2 separate regions of the Zea mays genome follow, and region 2 is linked to region 1. A link is a contact called in public Hi-C data. All regions are on one chromosome and are shown on one strand. Each heading gives the region's core, a stretch centred on a gene start, on an enhancer-like site or on the middle of the called end of the contact. The rest is flanking DNA. Distances are from core to core; before and after follow the strand shown.

Region 1 (2,700 bases), core at 8-2,507:
GTTTGGTGAACCATTTTAATCTTTTTTTAGAAAAGTTATATAGAATAACTAAGGCTATGGGCTAAAAGATTATAAAACACATTTATTAAACACTTATTTATGAAGCATTATAAAACACATTATTAAACATTATTAATTCTTTTTAGAAAAGATATATAATATATCTAAGGTTAATGAGTTATGAAACACAATATTAAATAATAATTTTATGAAAAGCTAATAGACAACTTAAACATATTTTTATGTGAAAAGATCATAATTATATTATTAAACACCTATTTATGAAGAGCTAGGTTATATGCCTTAAGTGGATTTTCAAGCAAAAAATAATGAACAAATAACCATCTTTTAATTTCATTAGAGAACACATGGGCATATAACCTAGGTCGCTAGATTAGTTAGAAATGGAAAGTCCAGTTAGTCTTTAAAAACATGGTCTATTTTCCTCCATTAAAACTTACTTTATATCAAAACTTGTCTCTTTTATCTTCAACTCTTCTTAGTCTAATTTTTGGTCTATCAGAAGGTTTTGGTCAGAAGCACTACAAAATGATCAAGTTAAGATTGCAGAACGTGAAGCGAAACTTGCTAGAAGAAACCCTTTCAAAGCTATTAAAGATGCCCCATTCTCTATCTTATCCTCACTCCGCAAGAAGTTTTGTATGGATCCCCTAGATCTATTATCTGGCTTCTTGGCTAGGTTGATAGGATAGTTCTATGATATTAAGTTTTTCGACTAGATCGGTAAGGACGAAGTTAAATTTATATTATAGTGCTTTTCTAATCCATAAACTTGCTATATAACCCTCGATGCCTTAGTAATGATCTAGATGAATCAAAATATCAAGAACAATTGAAAACAAAGATTCAATCTAGAATCAAAACCAAGAATGCAATGTCAACAAATAGAGATAAATAATATTACCGTACTAATCTTGCATAATATCACCAAGATTCTGCACACAAAGTGCTCCTCCAAAGCACCAGATAGTTCTCCCTTGATCTCTCCAAAACTCGTCAATTTCACCAATAAATCTAACCTAGAGTCTAAAATCTTTATAATCCCATTCTCTGTTCTGAAAAATAGAAAGACAGGTCTTCGATTTTTATGGACCAGCTGGCCCTCATCTGATCCAGATGACCACGCCCACCGAGCAACCGCTTGGGCCTGCCGGCCTATTCTATCTCGTCTCCGGACTTCAACAACTTGGACACATCTGAAATTTCTGCCGTGGGTCGCTCGACCACACTCCTGTATTAGACCGACCTCGGCCATACGCACAGCTGCATACTCACGTGAGCCGCACGCATACACGCTAACGCATGCGGCATGCCCCATTGCCCAATTTCCAGGCCGCAAGCCAAGTGCATGCACGTGCATGCTATATTTTCCCTTCTTTTATTTTATTTTCCAATTCCTTTATCCATTTAAGATATTTTCGATATATCTCAAATACGTTATTCCGTGCACGTCTTCAACGTACACAAACATGATACACAAGGCCCACACAGCTTCCCCGAATAAGGATCTTAGCCCCGGAACCTAGTTTTCGTACCTCGGTTGCTCCATAAACTTTGTATCGAAAACTAGTTCCATCGCAGCCGTCGACCATGCATGCTTTACCTCGATCATCACCTGCACGTCAAGAACACACACAGCCGTGTACGAGCACAAGTTCACGGCTTGACTCGGGGTTAATCCATGCAACACCACTCGATTATGTTACAATAATATCAAAACACATGTTAACACACATGTATGAATCAAAATCATATATTCGTACACATACATTATGTTGGTACTTGCTTTTTCGGGCAAGTGGATCCAATGGGTGAGTGGAGGGAGTGTTTGTAAGGTTCAATGGGGAATGATAATAGCTCCGTTGATCTAGCCTCTCAAGGGCACTGTACGGGTGTATTTATAGATACCCGAGGGTCCACTGTCCTCTGGTAAGGACATTTATGCCCTTGGGTACCCGGACTATCCCCAGAATATTCCCACATGGGGAGGTTACAGATCGTCATTACAGGAAAGACTATTACAGATGAGGCCCATAACACGCTCATACGTGCGGGGCCAGTTAAAGTGGGCCGAATCCCACATGAGCCTCCGGACGCGATGAAGACGTGGGACTAGCAGACTTCGTTGGAGTCTTGCCTTCGTCTTGCAAGGGAGAGGACGAAGGGAGACCGCTCGGGCGTGGTCTTCGTTGGTGTAGCGAGGCGACGAAGGCATCGAGCGAAGGGTAGCGTCTTCGCCTTCGCCCCAACACATTATATCCAAAAGCATGTAAATCACTTTGCGATGACAATAATAATTTATCACAATGTATCAATGTCAATCACTACAGTAAAATAACAAACATCCGACGGTCACGTCATCTCCGACAGTCACGCGATGACAATAATAATTTATCACAATGTATCAATGTCAATCACTTTGCATAGGCAGCCGTCGGACGTAAGGTTATGTCCGACGGCCACCTCAGGCTCTCGGAAATAGAAGCTTATGTCCGACGGCTGTCAGCGTAACCGTCGGACATAACCTTACGTCCGACGACCGCGTCCATAGCCATCGGAGATAAGGAGTTTTAACGCGGACCCAGCCCCGCGCGCGGTTTCATTTTCACGCGCGCTCCTTTCTCTCTGCCCGTCGCGGTCGCCGCCGTCTCAACCAGCCGCGTCGTTGCCGCCCGTCGC
Region 2 (2,700 bases), core at 162-2,661, 140 kb after region 1:
CGTTCAGAATTTCTCCAGGTTTTCTCCTGGGCATGAAGCCATTGGGCTATGATGTGTGAGGTGCACAGAGCAAAAAAGGGGGAGGGCCCCCCTCCATTCCTCTAATCTGGGAGTAAGTGTCAACAACAACCTTCCTTGTGCCTGTCTTTCTGATAGTGCTGTAACCATTAATAATAAGCTAGCTGCTGCTCCCATGACCATGATGCATGTATATGCCAGCATAGATCCTGAATCATGATGGTCATAATCTGTGTGTTAACGGGCTGTTGTGCGCAGGGGACTACTAATATGGCTACATGATGGCCGGCCCCATCAACCGAGCATAGAGAAGCTTTGATAAAGAAAAAAGAAATACCTTTGGAGAGGTGTAATCTTCTTCAGAGTGGGAGAAGGAGGGGACAGTGAAGACAACAACAGAGAAGAAACAAGTCCAGTTTGTTTTTTAGCTCTTAGGCCTATGATAAGTATATGATAGTAAGTGAGTGAGTAGTAGGCATAAATAATAGTAGTAGTAGTTAATTAGTAGTCGTTTATTAGTAGCTGCTGCCAGTGTCAAGAAGGTGATGAAAAGGCACACTCCAGCTCTCTCCTATGCTCGTTTGTGGCATGGATGGATCTCTCACTGTTGCTATGATATGTTGTTTTATTTATAATATCGTGTGTATAAATATTTCATGTTTTTCACTTTGTTTGATTTGCGGTACCACATATATAACGATTTCATGTGTTTTCCGTGGCAACGCACGGACATAGACCTAGTGTAATATATATGGACACAAACAGAACCTCTTCACGGCTGGGACGGACACGACATCCAGCACGGTGGAGTGGGCGCTGGCCGAGCTGATCCGGCATCCGGACGTGCTCAGGAAGGCGCAGCAGGAGCTCGACGCCGTCGTCGGCCGCGACCGCCTGGTGTCCGAGTCGGACCTCCCGCGCCTCACGTACCTCACGGCGGTGATCAAGGAGACGTTCCGGCTGCACCCGTCCACGCCGCTGTCGCTGCCCCGCGTCGCCGCCGAGGAGTGCGAGGTGGACGGGTTCCGCATCCCCGCCGGCACCACGCTGCTGGTGAACGTGTGGGCGATCGCCCGCGACCCGGAGGCGTGGCCCGAGCCGCTCCAGTTCCGGCCCGCGCGCTTCCTCCCGGGCGGCTCGCACGCGGGCGTCGACGTCAAAGGCAGCGACTTCGAGCTCATCCCGTTCGGCGCCGGCCGGAGGATCTGCGCGGGCCTCAGCTGGGGCCTGCGCATGGTCACGCTCATGACGGCCACGCTGGTGCACGCGCTCGAATGGGATCTCGCCGATGGCGTCACCGCCGAAAAGCTGGACATGGAGGAGGCCTACGGGCTCACCCTGCAGCGCGCCGTGCCGTTGATGGTCCGGCCCGCGCCCAGACTGCTGCCGTCTGCCTACGCAGCGCAGTAGAAAAAGGATTCTCTTCTCGATGGCTATCCCCGTCCTTCTCGCATGCACGCATGGGTCGTGGAATTGTCAACTCGGCACTCTTGTTGATGTGTGTAAACTCTAATCTCTGCTATTAAGGGTCCAATATGGACATCCGCACCGTGGGCCATGCCCAGCCTCAGCCATCATCGCCCTCGCCCCGCGGCTGCCTCCAGAAATTTGTAGCTGGAAATCGTTAATTCAGAACATGTGGTTATCCATGGATCTTAGTGCGTAAGTTAAAGGACTACAAATGTTTGGGGTGGTGTATTGTGTTTGGCTAGTGGGAGATAATTATGTTCAAAGTTTGTCTGTTTATTTCAAAAAAAATTATTAGGATACTAGGTGAGTGCCCGTGCGTTGCAACGGAAACATATAATACCACAATAACTTATATACAAATGTGTGTTATACTGTTATAAGAAAAGATTTGAGCTTGCACAAACACACTATTTTTACCTCTAACTTGCAATAGAGTCGTAAATCTTTGTATTTATAAGAAAGAAAAGAATATCCGAAGTACAAGCTTTCCTCTAAAGGGAGGATGAGACCCACCAAATAACAGAATTACATCTATGCTACTAAACAAAAAAACGCAAACCCCAGACACACAATACGCCTAAAAATAATCCATATGACTCCAAATCAAACAAACACATACTATTGATTCCAGAATTTCACCATTTAAAAAAAATAAATGAAGGTTAACCTTACAATACAAAATAAACTTCCATCTTGCGAGGAACGGTAGATTGTTTCTATGAAACAAATGCAAGTACTGTGAGGGTATGGCGGCGTGGTGGCCGGGTCAGGGTCGCCGCAGTTTGTGGGGTCTCATACAAAGAAAAATGTATCTACAAGTCAAGAATCAAGTAAAACCAGATTCTTAATCATATTCTTCAGATGTAAAAAGTAAAAGTGGGCTGCAGTTTTAATGAGTGCACCATGACAGGGAATACGGAGACAGAACATTGCTGGATCAAACATATCATTTTTAGCTTTTTGGTAATAGTATGATTTTGGAAGGATTATAGTTCGACAGTTCTATACTGAGAGGCCATGCAACAGAAAATCACAATAAAGTTGAAATGCAAAAGAATATGAAAAATATTACATCCATCAAAAGAAAGCCATGTACGGTTGTACACTGAACTACAGCCTTCTAGTCACAAAAACTAAAAAGCACAAAAACATGTTTTTGTGAGTCATGCTGGCAACACAAGCGCAGGTTCATGCACATAAACGTGTGATGAG

Evidence for each region. Hi-C and Micro-C count contacts between places; a contact is called where the count stands out from the background.
Region 2: a Hi-C map of leaf shows a contact between it and region 1, with 4 times the contacts expected there. The contact joins two enhancer-like sites.

What each region holds. Positions count from the first base shown.
Region 1 is chr4:135,360,833-135,363,532 of Zm-B73-REFERENCE-NAM-5.0, reverse strand. No RefSeq gene overlaps it. Among protein-coding and RNA genes, the nearest start is that of LOC103653708, 55 kb to the left of the region's middle. Within about 2 kb of position 1,257, at least 16 of the 20 cell types and tissues checked have an H3K27ac peak or open chromatin away from gene starts, as enhancers often do. A contact at or near this core is called in leaf, where this site is marked.
Region 2 is chr4:135,221,277-135,223,976 of Zm-B73-REFERENCE-NAM-5.0, reverse strand. LOC103653707 (flavonoid 3'-monooxygenase CYP75B3) reads left to right here. Exons shown (of 2, transcript XM_008680536.4): 2 at 784-1,673. The coding sequence ends at 1,428. It overlaps LOC103653706 (zinc finger CCCH domain-containing protein 53), which reads left to right. Exons shown (of 13, transcript XM_035967329.1): 12 at 8-112; 13 at 277-684. The coding sequence ends at 52. Among protein-coding and RNA genes, the nearest start is that of LOC103653706, 8.5 kb to the left of the region's middle. Within about 2 kb of position 1,411, at least 11 of the 20 cell types and tissues checked have an H3K27ac peak or open chromatin away from gene starts, as enhancers often do. A contact at or near this core is called in leaf, where this site is marked.